Regions from separate parts of the Mus musculus genome. Here region 1 is linked to region 2. The links are chromatin contacts, called in public Hi-C maps. All regions are on one chromosome and are shown on one strand. The core of a region is the stretch at or near the end of the contact, and the rest is flanking DNA. Distances in the headings are between cores, read along the strand shown.

The links. Hi-C and Micro-C count contacts between places; a contact is called where the count stands out from the background.
Region 1: a contact with region 2 is called in a Hi-C map of liver, with 4 times the contacts expected there. A contact is called at or near these places in 6 of 39 promoter capture datasets (3T3-L1-derived adipocytes, the HPC-7 cell line, embryonic stem cells and 2 more), 11 of 484 Hi-C or Micro-C datasets (the HPC-5 cell line, bone marrow-derived macrophages and liver) and 6 of 130 datasets of targeted methods (CD8 T cells, embryonic stem cells, hepatocytes and 2 more).

What each region holds. Positions count from the first base shown.
Region 1 is chr19:31,904,299-31,911,095 of GRCm38.p6, forward strand. It overlaps A1cf (APOBEC1 complementation factor), which reads left to right. Exons shown (of 12, transcript NM_001081074.2): 3 at 4,494-4,628. Among named protein-coding and RNA genes, the nearest start is that of A1cf, 39 kb to the left of the region's middle.
Region 2 is chr19:31,866,055-31,872,588 of GRCm38.p6, forward strand. It overlaps A1cf (APOBEC1 complementation factor), which reads left to right and starts at 2,759. Exons shown (of 12, transcript NM_001081074.2): 1 at 2,759-2,805.

The sequences.
Region 1 (6,797 bases), core at 318-2,817, 37 kb after region 2:
AAACACATGAAACTCAAGAAAAATGAAGACTGAAGTGTGGACACTATGCCCCTCCTTAGAAGTGGGAACAAAACACCCATGGAAGGAGTTACAGAAACAAAGTTTGGAGCTGAGATGAAAGGATGGACCATGTAGAGACTGCCATATCCAGGGATCCACCCCATAATCAGCATCCAAACGCTGACACCATTGCATACACTAGCAAGATTTTATCCAAAGGACCCAGATGTAGCTGTCTCTTGTGAGACTATGCCGGGGCCTAGCAAACACAGAAGTGGATGCTCACAGTCAGCTAATGGATGGATCACAGGGCTCCCAATGGAGGAGCTAGAGAAAGTACCCAAGGAGCTAAAGGGATCTTCAACCCTATAGGTGGAACAACATTATGAACTAACCAGTACCCCTGAGCTCTTGACTCTAGCTGCATATGTATCAAAAGATGGCCTAGTCGGCCATCACTGGAAAGAGAGGCCCATTGGACACGCAGACTTTGTGTGCCCCGGTACAGGGGAACGCCAGGGCCAAAGGGGGGGAGTGGGTGGGTAGGGGAGTGGGGGTGGGTGGGTAAGGGGGACTTTTGGTATAACATTGGAAATGTAAATGAGCTAAATACCTAATAAAAAATGGAAAAAAAAAAAAAAGGACCCACCCAAAACTGCTGCTGGAAGTTTAAATTTTGAAAACCAGGCTAAGGGGAAACTCTTCTGTATGAAACTCAAAGGCATGTCACAGATTTATAATTATGAGAAAATTAACCCACCATCCTCAAGTGCACAACACTGAAGTGTGTATTAAAATTTTGTGCCAGAGCTCAATTTTATCACTAATAAAACCATGGCTGTCCTAGTTGCGAAGGAAGCTAGAAAAGCAAATGGCTGACATGTTTAAAAACCTCAGGAAGGTATTTTTCCCAAATATACATAAAGTTCCAATGCATGGTGGACAACGTAAACTTTTAGCATTAATTCTAAGACTTACTGCCCAGCATGACCTATTAAACAAAGTTATCTGGTTGTATGCAGGGTCAAGAAGATGGTAGCCATAATTTCATCAAGAAAAACTTGAAACATCTGAGGAGGAGGAAATTCCAAACACTCTTGACATAAACTGAGTTACTAGGCAGCCTCAGCATGCGATAAATAAAAAAAGGAACAGGGCTTGTAGCTAGAATCGAGTCATTTATTTTTAATTAGACAGTTAAAAGTTTTCTACCTATGTATGTGGGTGAAGAAACGAAAACGATTTTACAGACCTGATTAGAAAGAAAGGTAAAAGTTCCCAGCATTGAATAAACATCCTCTCACTTTTAAGAAGATTCTAAGAAAAAATCTCTAGTCTATTTCCCTAAACTATTAATATGTTTGGGTTGCTGAGGAGAATAAGGCCCAGAGGACATGAGCCAGAGGGGAAAAGCACGGTTCTAGTCTGCCTTTCCCTATTTTAAACTCCTCAACTACAAAAATAGGGCCTGAAATATCAGCCCACTGTCCTCTCAGAGTAATGGACAGCTATTCTGACCCCGTGACTAATGCCCCAGGCCTGCTTCAAATTGCTCTGAACTTCTCCCGCTGGTGCATTCCAAGCCTGATGGGTGGTTCCCAGGGCAAATGCTCCCCATTGCATGAACTTCAGGGCATCTCTAAACCGGTCGGACTCTGCAATCCCCAAGACTATTATTGGGCATTTTCTTCATGTGTTTATAGAAACCACAAAAACACAATTAATAAGCTTCTGAACCACATGAACAAGTGGGGCTCTCAAACCGTGCCGAACACATCCATATTTTTAGTACTACAGCACTCAAGACAATAGAAATGAGATTTCAAAAGGGCAAACTGCTTACTGCTTACTTATTTTCAAGCCAAAGGAATCTTGTGAAATCAAAGACTCCAGATGCCACTTTGCCATTAGGGAATATGAATTCGATTTCCCGTTCTGAGGGGTAAAAATACTGGCCAAATTGATGCTTGTATTCTAATAATTAGCTGGGTATTATAAATATCTGAAATGCACGAGAAACAATACAGCGTAGACAGCTATCACCTCACCCACATAGTGATATTTGGCCCAGGGAGGGAATGGTGAACAGCGTCAATAATTTGCCCCTCTGTGTACAGTCAGAGTAAGATATGTTCTCCCCAGAATTTTGTGTAATTGAATGACTGGAAATTAGAAAGTGTTGAGTGAAGCAGGACACTTTCTGCTTAGTGACAGGACATTTTCAAATGCTGAGTTTAATGTCTATGTTGGTTGAAAGTCCCTAGACTTTCCAACCTTAAGGTCATAATATGTAATGATTATGTAATATATAATTACATATTTTGATACATACTTTACATATATTATGTAATTATGTAATATAGCTAAGAATTAAGCTGATAAACTCAGGCTGACTTCCTATGTTCAAACTCTGCCTTCTCTATATAACTGCCTTATGACCTCAGCAAATTCCTCTCTGACCTTTTATCTTCTATAAAATGTCACTATTATGGCTCCTGGATCAACTACTGCTCTAGGGCCAGGATACTATGCATGCAGGAGCTGATGTCTGGGTATTAGCTGGAAAACCAAAAAATAAAACTTTGGCAATCTTCACAAATGTCAAATTGATATGTTTAGAGAACTCTTGGATGGGCTATAGATGCCACATTCTTGGCAGGGGTATACTTTTTGTTGTTGTTTTACTAAAAACATAAAAAATCATCATTTCTCTGGTTTTTTAGTGATATCAAGATTTGGCTACTATGGTAAGACTATAGGGTAAGGAATTACAAGTACTCTATAGGTGAAGCTTTGAAGATTTTAGTAAGATGAAGCCTGCCCAATCGCTTGAAGCAGAAATGTAACCCAGGCATCCTTTTGTCTTATCAGTTAAAGCAACATCAAATACAATACCAAGAATACAAAGGTGAACCTGATTTCAGACACCTTTTGAAATACTGCAATCCAGAGAACATTAGGGCAGACTCTGAACAAATAATGTCTAAAGTTAGCATACACTGAGAGTAAAAGTGGTATTACAAGCTGATTCACTTTTATTCTAAACAATAAACAGTCACCCCACAAAACAATATCTTTAAACTAAAACATACGTCTTAAGAGTGTACATAGAAAACATTTGGAAAGGCAGACTGAAGTTTCTACCAGTAATTACTGTTGAGGACGGGTAGGGTGATACATTGGGGTGTTTTTCTTTCTATTTTGTATATTATATTTGTTATTCAACACCATGCATCCTGGCACAAAACTGCCTAATGGATTGATGGTGAGTTTTGTGGTGAATGCCAACATTTAGCCCCTTTAATAGTCATGATAAAACGTGATGGTCTAGTGTTCTGACTGTGCTGATGTGCAATGTGGCTTATCTTCCCCCAGCAAATGAACTGCAGCATCAAGTAGCACTGGATTGTGCCCAAACTTTGGTCTTTAAACCCCTAGGAAAACAGATCATTGGAGGAAAAAGCCAGTATCATTCTTCTCCCAAAAGACCCTCTATTAGGTCAAGAGAGAAAAATAGAAGTCAGCTCTATTTGGACTGAGAAAGTTGTGGTTCCTCACATAAAGCGACAACATTAGGAAACATATCCTACTATCCTTCAGAAACATACTTAAATCCCTCAGCAGCTATCCCCAAAATTAGCCAGTTCACATCTCCCAGTGTTGATCTTCATGTTTTTATATTTAGAGGGTCTCTCCATTGCCTGGCTTGCCCTAGGAAAGAAGGGAAAAGAGGAATTAGTAACAGCTGAGCATTGGCCAAGAGCCAAGCCTTGCCTATTTGATGTAGGTTACCCTCTTGACAAAGGCCACTGCTGCCACTACTTTGCACATGAGGAAACTAAGGTGCTGAGAGACTGTCATTTACCTAAAGTCCCTAAGCTAGTGAATAATGAATGAAGTCAAAACTATCCAGTCTGACAGTGCTTGCTTCTACACACAATTCTAATGTTAAATCAGAGCCCAGATGTCAATTGTAATTGACCACTTGATAATCTGCCTTTGAGACATTCATACAACAATAGGACAAACTATCTCCTTAATTGTTAAGCAGCTAGGACTCAGTTAAGGGTTCTACCACAGTAAAATGAAATGACAAAGTGTATAAATTTCTTAAAAGACAAAATACAGCGCCACAGACTTTGACTCTCCAGAGCTATGGTGGGTTCTGAGTCACTCCTCAGTATTAGGGCGCATACTCCCACGTTGTAATTAATAAGGAATCATGGAAATATATCTTTGAATAACTACTATTCTTCAGTACTTTACGTGTCAGCCGTGCTTACCTTGGGCAAGCTTTTGAAGCAGAAAAGTGCTGCATTGAGGCATAAGCAAATCTTTTTATATCCTAGATAATCAATTATTGTTACTTGACAATCTCAAATATTTCCCAAAATAGTCCTTAGCTAAAATGATTTTTACAAATGAGGAAAATGAACTAAAGATTTTGTTGTTTTCTTTTCTCCCTCATACACCATTCCTCCCTGAACACACAGGAAAATGGACAAAGGAAGTATGGTGGCCCTCCACCAGGCTGGGATTCTACACCCCCAGAAAGGGGCTGCGAGATTTTCATTGGGAAACTTCCCCGGGACCTCTTTGAGGATGAACTCATACCATTGTGTGAAAAAGTGAGGCTAAATTTAATTTCTTTTTTCAGGAGAAAAATATCATTCTCTTTAGTTTGCTCTGACTGGTTTTCGCCTTTCTTTATATCTCTGTGTATGATGCATGTGTATTGTGTGTGTGTGTGTGTGTGTGTGTGTGTGTGTGTGTGTGTGTGTGTGTTTATGCTCATGTGTGTGAGTGTGGATGCAAACCTCATGCACATGTGCAGAGGCCAGAGGACAGCACCCAGTATCTGCCATCACTTTCTCTTATGTTTGAGTCGGGGGTTTCTTATCGTTCACTGCTGTACATGCAAGGCTAGCTGACTTCCAGATTTCTCCCGTCTCGGCATCCTGGCTCTCTGTAGAAGCCCTGGGATTGCAGATGTGTGCTACTGCAACTGGCTTTACATACATCCTCCTGTTTGTAAGGCAAGCACTTTGCCCAGTGTGCCATCTCTCCAGTGCCCAGTTTGATGGTTCTCTCCTAAGTCCACACATCAAGTATGGACAGTGTTAAAATCTTCCCTGACATCAATGACTGTCCCCTTATATTAGCACCTCTTTGCCCAGCTCTTTGTCCTGTTGAGCTGATGAATTGAATAACCACCGCTGACAACTTTCAAATTCATATCTCTTCCTCCAATCTCAGGGCTGGCAGCTGAACCACTGCAAATTCAATGTATCTAACAATACAAAGCAGAGTAGCATTCTGCCAACAACAAGATATTGCTCCAATTTGACATCTTACCACGACTTTATAAAGAACAGTATTTCATATAAAAATTAATGTATGCTTGTCATGGCTTAAATATGTATCTGTATACAGACATAAAAGTTTCTTCTGCAAGTAGAATTGATTATCTTATTAATGCAATGAACAGATTAAAAACATGTTACTCAATGTCCTTAAGAGCAAGGTTACTCAATGTCCTTAAATGATTACTAAGGAATATATTTCCCTACTTCCAATACTTTACCAGGTGCATATTTTCAGCCCAAACACTTAATATGAGGATTTGGCTCTTCCCCTACATGATTAAAAAAAAAAAAATCAATTGTCAGCATGTGTAGTCTCAGAACCGGAACCCCTGGTTTTATACACAGAATCCTAGCTGTCATACTAAAACTCCGGAAAAACAGGTAAAAACTGTGCTCATCTTACAGGAAGAAGAAACGAATCCTTCTCAATGAGTCCTTTGGAGTTCAGTAGAGAAAGGCTACACAGAAAGCAGCCAAGCACTGAAGTATTGTGCAGGCTTAATGGCATCTCTTCCCATATGCCTATTGTTTACATTTGGACCACCCTGCTTACAAAAGCTAGGGGCAATAAACTGCTTAGCCTGTATTACTCAGGATAGTTGGGAGTATAGAGGAAGAGTAAGGGCAAGCAGGGTAGATGGAGAACAAGTATCCTTTCCTCTGTGGTTCCAATCCTCTACCAGCTGCTAGCACTCCTAGAGTAAGGGCAAGCAGGATAGCTGGAGAACGAGTCCCCTTTTCTATGAGGTTCTGATCCTCTATCAGTTGTATTGAGGCTAGCATTCCTTTTCATCCTAGAAACTGCTCAAATAAGAGTGCTCCCCAGGCCACCTATGAAATACACTGTATGCATTCTGACATCATCGCAGTGGGGAAAGTACAGCCAGGAAGTTAGGTTAGCAAGGTCCCAAAACGAGTACCCTCGTTTCCTGTTATAAATGTCAGTGACAGAGCATAGCCAAGTAAAGGTCGAAGCATGGAGACGTTAGAGAACAACTCAGAAGGCATGGGCAAATCTACCAGGAAACTGTGCTTCCGGTGACAAATGCATTTTTGGGTCCCCAAGACATTACATAAATTTCCAGATACTTGTATGACAAAGGTCATTTGCTCTGCCAAAAGTACATTCTGTTAGCTGAGGCTGAAATGCCATTTGTCTATATTTTCTTTATTTAACTCGGCTTTTCCCATGAGTTAGATAATTAATCTAAAGCCAGCATAAAAGTATGCAAACCATTCCCCATGGATACAAATGCCAAACATGGCAGGAGGCAGTTTGGCAAGTATGGAGTGTGTTTCTGTGTGTGTGTGTTTCGGTGTGTGTTTCTGTGTATGTGTGTGTGTGTGTGTGTGTGTGTGTGTGTGTGTGTGGTGCATGTGTTTACGCACATTTGGGAGAATAAATATGTAAATAAGAATGTTCTGTTTCTA
Region 2 (6,534 bases), core at 1,509-4,008:
AGGACCCACATGGTAGAAAGAGAGAATCGACTTCTGAAAATTAGCCTCTGTTCTATACACTCATGCTGTGGCATGCATATGCCCACACACATACATAAATAAAATAAAAATATATTTTAAAATGTCTCTCTCCATGGCCATATACCAAGAAAATTCATGCATGGACATAATCAGAAAAAAAGAGATCCTGTCAGCACCTGATTTTGGAAGTCCAGCCTCCATTGAAGCCGCCCAGTGCGCAGTTAGAACAACCTGAAGTGGGGTGCACAGTTAGAACAACCTGAAGTGGAGTGCACAGTTAGAACAACCTGAAGTGGGGTGCACAGTTAGAACAACCTGATGCGGGGTGCGCAGTTAGAACAACCTGAAGTGGGGTGCGCAGTTAGAACAACCTGAAGTGGGTTCGCAGTTAGAACAACCTGAAGTGGGGTGCGCAGTTAGAACAACCTGAAGTGGGGTGCGCAGTTAGAACAACCTGAAGTGGGGTGCGCAGTTAGAACAACCTGAAGTGGGGTGCGCAGTTAGAACAACCTGAAGTGGGGTGCTGGTTAAACCTGCTCATCCATTACTCACACTGGCTCCACTTGGATAACTCTAACTCCTGGCTGCTGTAAAAGTGACATGCATTCCAGGAAAGATCATACTTTGAATTTTAAATTTGGATCTTTTTCTAGTGCTGTGTCTTGGGCAGAGATGCTGGGTAGAGGCAGTCAGTGGACAGTCAGGAAGTAAACCGTTCCCTACCCTGCTCAGCTGTGCCACTCCGTGAGTTAGCCAAAGGAAGCACTTTAAACTTGGGATAGTTTGAACCGAAAGGGAGGTTGTTAAGAAATATTCCTATCAGGCTGGAGAGAGGGCTCAGCAGTTAAGAGCACTGGCTGCTCTTCCAGAGGTCCTGAGTTCAATTCTCAGCAACCTCATGGTGGCTCACAACCATCTGTAATAGGATCTGATGCCCTCGTCTGGTGTGTCTGAAGACATCTACAGTGTACTCATATAAATAAAATAAATATGAAAGAAAGAAAGAAAGAAAGAAAGAAAGAAAGAAGGAAGGAAGGAAGGAAGGAAGGAAGGAAGGAAGGAAGGAAGGAAGGAAGGAAGAATTCTATCTACCTATCTACCTTTCTCTCTTTCTTTCTTTCTTCCTGTCTGTCTGTCTTTCTATCATCTATCTCCTCTCTCTCTCTCTCTCTCTCTCTCTCTCTCTCTCTCTCTCTCTCTCTCTCTCTCCCTGTGTGTGTGTGCGTGTGTGCGTGTGTGTGTGTTATGTTTTTCTGTCTCCACCAACTACCTAAAGGGTCCTGCTTTCATATATATATATATCACTTACCACAGTCCAGCCACCTACCACACAATCAGGACCCTCTGCTGCCAGGACCTTCAGCCTCTCAATATCAACAATTCTTTGTAGGATCAGACTCAAATAATTCCTCACTCACTGGGAAGCCAGACAAGCCTTGGTTGAGCTTCTCTTAGGAAAACTAACAAGGTTTCTGGTGAACAGTTCCATTCCCTAGAAGAAATAAGTAGAGACATTTAGTTTTGAATGTCCGTATGTGAGAAACAGTGACTGGTAGCCCTAGCTGACTCTCCATAAGCACAATTCCAGGGCAAATCAATAATTCTAGAGGTGCTTTTGTTAGGACAGGTGTGTACTCACTGGAAAGAAATGTAAATCAATGAAGAGTAAAGCTGTAGGCAGAATGACAACTGCAATAAATAGATCTTTAATCTCCTCTCTAATCAAAAAAAAAAAAAAACTCATCAATGGTGGCATCCCTTGATCATTCACATTTTGCTACAGATAAAAGTGACCAAAGTTGGCTTCTGGGAAATTAAGCTCTTCTTACTTGACCTGAAGCCAATGAAATGTATTCCTTAATTCCAGTTTTACAGCCTGTGTTTTGCAAGCCTTGAATGTAAAAAATAAAATAGGAAAAGGAAAAGAAAAAGAAAAATCACTCAAAAGTAAGGGGGTTTGTTCTTTTTATCTTATAAACAGATTTTTAAAATCCTTTTAGGTTTATTATTTAGACTGGTGCTCATGCTGCATAATTTAATGATAGAGTTTACATTTTTATAAAATACAAGTCATCTATTCTTTAAGAAGCACAGCAACTGCTGAGATTTCAAGCAATGAACAACAGCACTGGCTCTTACATAAGAGCAAGCTCCCTCTTCAAATCTGAACAAGCAAATCCTACGAAGTGAAATGTTTTCCCAACCTGATCTGGCCTGAATTCAGCTACTTGGTTATATAAATGCTTTTTGTATTTTCTGTTGGAAAACCAGCGTTTATCTACATACTTGACCTAAAACTCTACAGTTTACTCCATGCACAATCGCAATAGAAGACTGTGTGGCACAACAACAGGGTCTCCCAGATTACCTTCCCTAGTATATCACTTCGACATAGCAAATAAACAGGGTGACAATGTAAAGCGAAGCTTAGTTATCTAAAATGGAATGAATTTAACTTTAACATTTATGTTCATAATCTAGATTCAAAATCTTATTGACCCCGGTGGTTGTAATACGAAATACATTTCCATTTTGTAAACAAGGCAGGAAGACAGTTTTGGAGCTTCTGTTCAGGCCATAGTGACCCAATTACCTGGTCAAAGGGCTGCGTGGATGCAAGAGACAGGGTGAGTTAAACTTTAACTCCCGGGAATTGTAAACCAAACCTACAGCCACTGAACCTTTGGAGTTTGATACGATGATTAGAATATAACCAAAGTGGCATGCTGAATTCGCCATAATCAAGGAACCTTTTCCGGGTGGGGAACCTCAGAAATTGCTCAGGTATGGCCCATGCTTTTTGTTTGTATTTTCTGTTTCAATTCTGGGTTGTAGTGTCTGGTAGATTGCATGAAAACAACTTGTGCTCTTAACTATCTCTGAGCCTAATGCAGAGAATTGTCGTCGTTTGGGAATGAAACCAACCGGAAAGCTAAACAGTGTCTTAGACTGAGCGGGGATAAATTTCATGGTATACTTCTTGAGTGGGTATGCTTCCACAACTTGTGGGAAGTGGAGTCATCCGTGGGTTCACAAGTGGAGCCCATGTGCTGCAAACCTAACCTCCAGCTAGCTGTTGGGGAGAGCTGTGTTTCACTGTCTGTCCTGATCTCTAGGACCCGACAACAGAAATGTGATTAAGACATAGTTTCACATCTCCCACAGCCTTCTGAGTTCTGTGTATCCTCTAATACTTTAGACACCACCTATTCAATTAACTTCTGTGTGCTACTACATTATAAAAAAAAATCAGGATAAATTCTTGCTATTTCTTCTGCTATTAGCCTGCTAACCAAAAATAATATCCTAAGCTACTTTCTTTTGAGTCTAGCAAGGAAAGAAAACATTATGGAAAAGTGTGTGTTTTGAGTGTGTTAAATATCAACCCTGAAGTGTCTATTTATTAGATTGCTTTCACAGACTAAGCAACCAGCACAGCACATGTATTTTTGCAATATCATTTTTCTCGCACCTAAAAGATAACTAAGAGCCAAAATACAATGGCTCTAAAGTGGGAAATAGATCAGGGCATTTTCTGTCCTATAAGAAACCTCAACTCTCTGCCTGAAGAGCCAGTGTTGGTTCACTATAAATAAAGCAAGCCATCAAGCAGCCCCATGAAACACATTTCTGTACTAGTGCAAGGTACGGATGGAAGTCTCCATGAAAACTGAGAAATCATTTGTGCATCCTAGGAGATTAACGTTTTGTAAGCCAAATATTAGTAAATTCCCACTCGAGTTGTAATTTAGGAGAATCAAATTGAGTTGGTCTAGCTTGAAACACTAAAGTAAAAGGCAGCAGCATGTACTGTCAGGGAATGGAATCTGGAGATAAAAGGGAAGTCACTTACCTGTCCAAACAATCAGGAGTTCCCTGGCTGACACAGAGAAGTAGACACACCTGGTTTATTTTTAAGACCATGTTTTCTGGAATAATAGTGGTACTTCTCAGCTTAAGAAAGTGCATACAGCTTGATGCTCCAATTTACTATGGATTAAATATAGGGGAAAGATAAAATACAGTTGGCTACAAACAGATTGTTTTAAGTGACACTCACAGAACACCATAATGGATCCAAAATCTTGGGTAGCCATTTTAACTAGACAAGTTAACCTGTGATGTTTCAATATCAACATTACCTCTACTGCACTTGAGGAGCATAGGGAGTCACAAACATGCGTCTCCAACAGTCAATCAAATGAGCTGAGTAAGACAACAGAGAGCAGGCCATCTTACCATCTGGGTGCTCTTCAGTGTAACAGTAATCATTGTTAAGTGTTAGATTACCAAGCACATTTCTAAGCACATGTTCTAAGTTTAAATTCATGTTATTCTTAGAATACCCGTATGAGGCTAATACTATCATTATACTATACTACTATATATCATACTGTTATTAGATTGAGGCTCAGACAAATTATTTAACAGACTTGATGTTAAAGGCAAGTGACATAGCCAGGTTACGCAGTCAGGCGGTCTACTTGCAGAGCACATGGGTGCTCTGTACCCTGTCACTAGGATTCACTCTGTGTACATGGGTGTTTATCATTGGGACTAGCCAAAAGAACAAGTAATGCAGTTTCCTAACCTTCCTTTAGAGAGAACTTCTTCCTCCAGGAGCATTTGTCTATCAGCATCTCTCCAAAATTTTACTCGTTAGGCTACAGGCTAAGAGTAAAATATTTTTGCAGCCCATGCCTATTTGCAATGCGCAGATCAATGGAAATCTCCACATTTGGATTGATCTCAGCCAAACCTTCCAAGAAATCACATTCTTTCACAATCCTCCACAAAGCCATGCTTAGATTAAAGGCTTTAAAATTAATCCCAGAAAGAGTGCCATACTCTTTTACAGACATAATCAGGCTGGAACAGTTACCCCAGACCTCCCTGGCCTGTGAAGCTGTGCACATTACTTGAGTTCCTGAGATCTCAGATTCCTCGGATGTGAAATGGATGTGTGATGTGCCTACAGGACATTATAAATATTATTAAGTAGAGCACTGGTGCTTAGGAACCAGTTGACCTCTTCTACCATGGTCCCATTAATAACATTTTTTTTTCAGAAAAACTTAAACTTACCACCCACTAGCTTTCTCAAAACAATTCCATTAAAATAGAAAACTATATAAATAAAGAAACTCATTATTTACAAAAGCCACCGCACTTCTTTGGAACCTGTACACATACACACACACACACACACACACACACACACAAAACTACAAACAGGATAAATTTCATTTTAGAGACTTTCTCAAAGCTGCTACTAAAAATTCAACATGTCTGTATTGACATCTATAGTTTCACACTCTGACATTCTGACACTGTACATGTTAACTTTATTACACAGACAGATGGTTTAAAAACTATTTCAGTAGCTATCAAAAAACTCTGGTATCCCTTTAGAATGCTGGGTAATACTTTGGGTACTATTGCCCAATGGCTTTCATTACCACATGTGCCTGTACACGACTCAGAAAGTTCAAACAAGACAGTATTGATCGACAGAGGATAAACACTGCTTTATCTTATCCATGGACACAGTAACTAGGTTTCTCTCAAGTGCAACTCCAACAGTCCAAACTTCCTCAGGAAAGGCAGTTGGAAGAGAAGCCTCACTCTAGAGGTGACCATGCATATTCAACATCAAAACCCATCTGTCCCTTAGCTTAAGACTGCAAATCTAGTCAGTTATCATTAACAAATATTTACTGCCAAATGGATCAGGAAAGATGATTTATCATTTTAAGCCATCAACCCTATTCCAAACAGGCTATGGCTTTTAAGATTATTTAGAATTTTATTTTTCAAATTTCGTCATTTTTCCCTTCCCTTTCCTCCTCTCGATCCTTCCCAAGTTCCTCCCATTGCTCTTACTCAAATATATGACCTGTATATATGTGTGTGTGTGTGTGTGTGTGTGTGTGTGTGTGTGAGTGTGTAGGGTGGGAAGATGATAGATAGATAGATAGATAGATAGATAGATAGATAGATAGATAGATAGATGATAGACAGACAGACAGACAGATAGAGATAGATAGATAGATAGATAGATAGATAGATAGATAGATAGATAGATAGATAGAGAGAAATAGATAGATAGATAGATAGATAGATAGATAGATAGATAGATAGATAGATAGATAGATAGATATTCTTAAATATATAAATACAACCGACTCAGACCATATGGCATTACTTGAATAAATTTAGGGCTGATCATTTTAATTTAATACAACCAAAGTTTTGTGTTGAATATTTCTGATGACTCCAAATAAAAGACTAAAATATAGTCACACACTGATAATTGGTTTGGGGATTGGGCCCAGGACCTCTATGGTACCCAAATTCTCATATATTCAAGTCTCCTATAGAAAAAAGTGCAGTGTGTACACACAATGCTTGCACATTCTTTTAAATACTCTTAGTTCGCTCGGGGCTACTTCCTGTCCCTTGCACATTGTAAACACTATTAAAGACTTTCATGCTGAATTGTTTATATCTTAT